Regions from separate parts of the Mus musculus genome. Here region 1 is linked to region 2. The links are chromatin contacts, called in public capture Hi-C maps. All regions are on one chromosome and are shown on one strand. Each heading gives the region's core, a stretch centred on a gene start, on an enhancer-like site or on the middle of the called end of the contact. The rest is flanking DNA. Distances are from core to core; before and after follow the strand shown.

Region 1 (3,620 bases), core at 554-3,053, 1.5 Mb after region 2:
CTGTCTGAACCCTAATTTTGCCTATTCCACATCACACTGTCTCCTACCAGACTCCTCTCAAGGAGGGTCTCTTCCCCAGGATCAACTTCCTTCAAGCTCTCGAGATGTCATAGGGAAAACATACATCCCTAGAACCAACCTCCACCACTTGCTCCACCTAACTCCACTATGCCCCCCATCCATGTTCCCAAAGGCAGACATGGAGAGGGGAGGATAGATCATCAGAGAGAAACTGAGTCACCAGAGGGCTCTCACCCCAGTGTCTCATGATGAGCAAGAAATTTTGATTTCTGTCCATTCCCATAACCACAGCCCAACCAACATCCTGGTATCTGCAGGCCTCTCCATTTCGTGGGGATGACCACCGTAACCCTCTCCCTTAATGAAGGCCTCGAGATGGTGTATGGGAGGCCGAGCAGGAAGTGAGAAGAAGCCTGAGAGCCAGGAGGACCACCCTGAGGTAGGAGCTCCAGCCAGACATGGGAGACAGCAGACAGAAGAGCAGAGGGTACCAAGGGCCGAGCCAGGCACCCTACAACCCTGTCTTTATGCCCTTACCAAATGAGCCCTCCTTCCTACCCCTGTCTTATGTCTACCTGCTGCCCTATATCCGTTCTTCATCCCTTCTTTGCTTCCTGGCTCTTCCTTGATTTCCTCCTCCCCCACTTCTCTCCTTTCCTCCTTCTGCCTCTACCTTCCTCCTTTCTGATCCACTTCTTATTCCCACTCCTCACCTCCCCTTCCCTCCTCAGATTCCCTTCTCACCTCCTTCCTGGAGCACCCCTCCACACACACCCTTTTCTTCCCTTTTCAGACTTTCTCTGTCCCCTCTACCTACCTGAACCCTCGGCCCCTGGCCCCAACCTCCCCTTCCCTCTGACAGTCTCACCCAGTTGAATTTATCTGCTCTCTGCCAGAGAGGGCAGCTGTGGTAACCCACAACCCAGCGGATGCAGGCAGAAGGGTATGGATGCAGAGAGACACGAAAATACATACGTGCTCGGAATTACTGAGCTGCGGTACACAGTTTCTCCCCAGGAAGGGATGAAGACAGCCAGATGGATCTGCCACACACCCTTAGTATGCATGAACACCCAGTGAAACGGAACCTGAGGGAATGTCACCCTCGGGGAGCAAGTCCCTTTGAGACAGGAGGTATCTACCAGCATGGAAGGGTTGGGGGAGGGGGCAGAGAGACCCCAGGTGGGAACAGATATACAAGCAGGATGTTAGGCAAGCACATGTAGAGATGGACCAGCGAGGAGGAGCTGGCCCTTGGAAGTGAGAGCCAGTCTGAAAAAAGGATGGAAAGGGGGTGGTGAGAAAGGAAAGGACACCTGTCTCGGACACCAGAGAGCCTGAACATCCCCTTCCCTCCTTACCCCCATATTGCTCAGCCTGACGCCCCAGTTCAGAGGCTCCCATCCCCGTCTATCTCACCTTTGTTGCCAGAGCTGATTTGAAGCAGAGAGGCCAGCAAAAGGGACACCAGCAGGAGGGTCATGGTGCGGTGCTAAGCACGCCAGGCCAGGCGTTCCTATCCCCTGGGAGCCTCAAGCCTGCTAATGCCACCTTGGGGGAGAAATGCAGAGACTACGAGGGAAGGGCAGGGGGACAAGATCGGAAAGGAGCCTGCCGACCACTCTAGTCCATATAGCAGATGTGTTCAGACCCGCTGGGTGGCTGAGATGGGGGACTTGCAGTAGCTTCTCTCTTCAGTCTCCAGCCCAGCGTCCTCACTCTCGCTTGCTCTCTCTATCTCTCTCTCACTCCCACCCCATCCCCGCTACTGCAGGATGACGTCAGCACAGCCAGGCAAGGATTGATGGGGCCGCTGGCCAATTAGAAGACTGAGGGCACCAGGTGCTGCAAGGGGGGGTAGGGAACCAATGCGACTGGGGAGCAGGGGCGGGAGAATGTGTTAGGGCTTTTTCCCCTGGCTGCAGTTTGGGGGAGCAGAGGAACTGCGGGGGCTAGAGAGGAAGCAGGAAAGCCATGGAGTGGGTAGAAGATACGAAGGATATCAGAAGACCTAGCCGAAAGGCAGGAGGTAGGGTGAGACAGAGACGTCAAGAGCCTTGGGGGTGGCCAAGAGAGGCAGTATCCACGTCACCCACCCCCAATTCTGCATTAACCTCTTTCCACAGCCCATTCCATTAGCTAGTCCCTGCTGCGTGCTTTCTGGAAACCTGGAGGCAAAACCTCGAGTAGGAAATTCTAGCATTTCAGTTCCAACTCAGGGCCCTGTGGGCGACAGCGGAGGGCCAGAAAAACCTAACGGACAGATAGACAGACAAAAAAAAAAAAAAACAACAACAACAACAAAAAAAAAAACCTATGACAAGAGCCCTAGGTGAGGAAGAGGAAGGACTCCCGGCAGCCCTTTCCACACACGCTCCTGGAAGGGCAGTTCATCTGCATCTGAGATCGTCTTTTCTTACTGCTTACAGTCCCTGATTTCCCCACCTTAAACTGTGATCGAGCTGCCCCACATCATTGGTCAGTTTGGGAGGCAAGTGGGCAGCTGCAGACATGGTACACAATGATTTCAATATCCTCCAAGCCGTTAGGATGTGCCTTGGCTGAGGGCTGATGGTATCCAGGACTCGGAACTGAGAGGGAAACCCTGGGTCCCAAATCAAAGAGTATAAAATCTTCAGCCTTCCCTTGAACTCATCCCTCACTGATGGTCATTTCCTCTGCCTCCCCAAACATGCCCCAGAAGACCAAGAACACCCGTTTAAGAACCATATTCAGCCAATGGTAAGGGGGCAGGGGAAGAGCTGTGAAGGCCTAGAGTCCAGGCCTTTAGTACTGTGGCTCCTGTCTCCTGTGGCGGTCCTCACTCCCAACTCACACCTCTGAATGCCCCCTCCCTCCCCTTCCTCTCAGTCTAAGAATAAAGCCAGAACTCACAGCTGCTCCACACACTGCCTGCCACAGCAGCCTCCAGTGGAAGCCCGTCCCTCGGGGTTCCCAAACCTGACCGAAATGACTCGGAGGCCAAGACTGACACTCAGAAAGCTCAAGTTCTGAATGACAGACAGCTCTAAGGTCATTCCACAGAAAAAGCTGAAGCCAGGAATGACTTTGTTAAGTCTCAGTCGCTCCAGGGCTACACACAGCAGACCAGAGCCCATCACTGCAGCGGGGCAGAGTGGGGCTGCATCTCTTTATATATATATATATATATATATTCTAAATAATTTATTTTAAAAATGTATTCAAGGCCTTATAATCTTGGAATTTCTTGGGGTTTTAGGCTTTAGACTTTTTTTTTTCAATTTTTTTTATTAGGTATTTTCCTCATTTACATTTTCAATGCTATCCCAAAGGTCCCCCATACCCACTCCCCAATCCCCTACCCACCCACTCCCCCTTTTTGGCCCTGGCGTTCCCCTGTACTGGGGCATATAAAGTTTGCAAGTCCAATGGGCCTCTCTTTGCAGTGATGGCCGACTAGGCCATCTTTTGATACATATGCAGCTAAAGACAAGAGCTCCTGGGTACTGGTTAGTTCATATTGTTGTTCCACCTATAGGGTTGCAGTTCCCTTTAGCTCCTTGGGTAATTTCTCTAGCTCCTCCATTAGGGGCCGTGTGACCCATGAAGCTGCATCT
Region 2 (3,394 bases), core at 108-2,607:
ACTTGAATGTGGGGTCCCAGGATGGTTCTTTTTCTCTGGAGAAATTCTACATATTGGCACCAGGTACCTGCACAGGCCCCTTGTGTCTCACCATCCATCACTGCCTTCTTGGGTGGCTGCTGGTGAGTTCTCCTGGGGCTGGGCCTCCCTTGGATTGGTGGATGGTTCATTGGTTTATTCTGAGCTAGTTATGTGGATATCTTTTAAACTATTTCACAGCACTCAGTTTAAATGACCTAATGTTTGTTTCTGATCCTTCAGCTATTTTAAGAATGCTGCTGATTTCCTAGCATTTGGCCTTTTTCTCCTCAGGTATCTAATTTTTCTGTGGCTTCTCTTGTCAATTGCAACTTTGCCACATTACTGAAGGAGGGCCTGCTCCTTGCAGCCCACAGCGTCTCGATGCTGTGGTATGTGCGTTGCAGGCATGTATGTGATTGTGTGCGCATCCATGCTTCACAGCCAAGCTTGACAAAGCATATCCTCCTATTCCTGAGTTGTGAAGAACTGTGTTGACTCCGTAGGTAAGACACATAAGGTTTAATCTCCCAGTGCCTTGAGCTTCTCATGTTCCTGAGAAGATATAGAACAAACTTGAGACACTCGGGAGAAATGATCTCAGGGTCTGTGTAGGGAGCATGCATACGGGGCAGTGTGTGTGTGTGCGCGCACACTCTAAAAAGCAGCACATAGCATGAGTGAAGATGGTAGATGACAGCCAGGCACAGTCTGCCAGCCTCCAGAGTCTCCCAGGGAATCTGGAGAAAGCAGAAGAACTGCTAGAAGAGGTGGGAACTCGACACAGCAGAAGACAAAGTCCAGAGCCATCCCAGGGCTTTGGCTTGGTTTTTAGGAGCTCCTCACTCCCAAGATGAAGGAACACAGGTTGCAGACTTTGGAAATCTGCCCTGTCTTACAGTGGTGCACATTCTGAAGAGCCAGAAAGATGCCAAGGTCAAGGACCCTCTTAGAATGGAGAGGTCAGAACTCGGCTGTTTGGCTAGAGTGAATGTTGTTTCTCCCTATAGGCAGCTTTAGCTCATGTTGGTTGCAGAAATCACGTTTGTGTGTGGAAATGCCCAAACTCTGCTGTGGAGTGCTGAGAGCACCGGTTTCAGGGGAAACTTCTCTAATGCCTGGTTCCTCTTTTTCCTTTCCTTGCCACTTTTCTTCCTCTTCCCTGTTCAGGCCACAGTGTCCACAGTGTTTGCATATCCATGACAAATGCGTTTGAAGCTTGCAATTCTGTTTTTTTTTTTTTTTTTTTTTTTTTCTGGTTGTGGGGATCAGCCCTCTGTGGCCCAGAGAGTTCCACCCTGTGGTTTTAAATTTTCATGCTGTACTCTCAGAGGTACTTGCCCATTAAGTGTCTCTGCACCTTATCCTGGATGCTGGATTAATCCTTACCATGTTTATTTCTCGTTTATATTAAGTGTATTAAGACTGACACAGGTTCTCTGAAGAAAGCAGGTCTCTTCTCAATATGGCATTACCAAACATTTATACTGACGTGAACTTCAAAAATCAACCTGTTTCCTCAGGCCTCATCTCAGACTCGTCTTCATGTACCGTCTCAGACTCGTCTTCAGGTAAACCTTCCTGCACCCCCAGAACAGTGAATCATTTTCTGGTGTTCTAAGCTAATGGTGAAATGAAAGAAGGTGTTTACGAACAAGGCCTGCGGGATGTTGGTGCTGGCTGTCTCAGAGGCTGTGGTGTGAGACAGGAGATAATTCAGCAGGTTCAACTGTCTGTCAAGTAGCTTTGAAAGGCTTTGCCTTGTACTGGGCAAAGAAATGAGTTCAGGATACTGTCTTTAGAGAAAGTTTGAGTTCTACTGCATGTTTTTTATGTATGTAAAACGATACTTTACCTGTGAAAATAATGTTATCTATTACTTTGTTTTCTGTTTACTTACCAGCATGTCATAACTTTCAGATATTGATATTTGGGGGATAGTTTTATCTTGAAGGGGAGTTTCAGTGTCCCTTTCTCCACCCATACTGGGGACAGGAAGCAGGGCCTCATCCTTGCTGAGTATAAGTTCTATTGCTAGAGTTACTAGGGTCTATACTATTTCTGAGAGAATTTTATTTAATTTTTAGCTAGCGTGTAAGCCAACCATTTGATTCATTTTGGCATTTTATACAGACATCACTATCCCTTGTGTACATCCCTAACCCTATCCCATTCTCTCTCCTTGCTCTCTTGATCATCCCTTCCTCTTTCTGAAATATTCCTCCCTTCTGCTTTCATGGCACATATCTATTTCTACACACATGTGCGCGCACGCACACACACACACACACACACATACACACACACACACACTCCTCACACAAATGCACACACACACGAATATACATGTGCACACATACATAAATGCATACTCACCCACACACCAACACACTCATATATCTCCACACAAATGCATACACACACACAGAAGCATACACACACACCAGCATACACAATACATGCATTCACACATACATGCACACATACCCACACCCACATAAACAAACACACATACACACCAGCACTCACACATACATACACAAATACATTCACACACACATACACACCACACATCTAAGTTCACCAAGTGTGAAAGCAGCTGTGACATTTGCCTCTTCCTCCCCACTACTCTCTTCTTCTTTCTCCCTTTCTTTTATGCCTCTTCCCCCCTCAGTCTCTGTCAACTCAGAAAATGGTTTCTAATCAAGAGACAGCTAAAAAGATGACATTAGACCATATCAGAAACATGGGAAGTATGCTTATACAGACTTAGTCAGTTTTGCATGCTTCACAGTAATGCTAGAGGCAGTTTGGGAGATTATTTCAATATACAACAAAGTTCTATGTAGCCATAATAAAGAACATTAAAGAAGAAAATATGGTGACAGAAAAATGTCCAGAAAATAACAGAGCAGAAATAAGTGATTGTGCCGGGTGTGGTGGCACACGCCTTTAATTCCAGAACTCGGGAGGCAGAGGCAGTGGATTTCTGAGTTCGAGGCCAGCCTGGTCTACAAAGTGAGTTCCAGGACAGCCAGGGCTATACAGAGAAACCCTGTCTCGAAAAAACGAAAAAAAAAAAAAACCAAAAAAGCAAAAGAACGAAACCACCCCCCCAAAAAAACCCAACAAACAAACAAACAAACAAACAAACAAACAAACAAAGTGATTGTGATATGTCAGTCATATGGGGAAATGTGCACACATGTACACCTTAAAACTCCATAAAAGGGCACACACACACACACACACACACACACACACACACACACACACTCGTGTCTCTCAAATACCAATATTAATGAGTTCTTGTCAGTGATAGAAAGTTGTGCTTTCATGTTTATCCAATGGACATCACTGTTTCCTTCCTATACAG

Evidence for each region. Capture Hi-C pulls out chosen DNA fragments and counts their contacts.
Region 1: a capture Hi-C map of macrophages shows a contact between it and region 2, with 4 times the contacts expected there. The contact joins the promoter of Clstn3 here to the promoter of Clec4a1 in region 2. A contact is called at or near these places in 1 of 39 promoter capture datasets (pre-B cells), 1 of 115 datasets of contacts at active chromatin or transcription factors (embryonic stem cells) and 1 of 9 other capture datasets (macrophages).

What each region holds. Positions count from the first base shown.
Region 1 is chr6:124,462,981-124,466,600 of GRCm38.p6, forward strand. Clstn3 (calsyntenin 3) reads right to left here and starts at 1,804. Exons shown (of 18, transcript NM_153508.4): 1 at 1,441-1,804. The coding sequence starts at 1,504.
Region 2 is chr6:122,920,491-122,923,884 of GRCm38.p6, forward strand. It overlaps Clec4a1 (C-type lectin domain family 4, member a1), which reads left to right and starts at 1,358. Exons shown (of 6, transcript NM_199311.2): 1 at 1,358-1,589. The coding sequence starts at 1,484.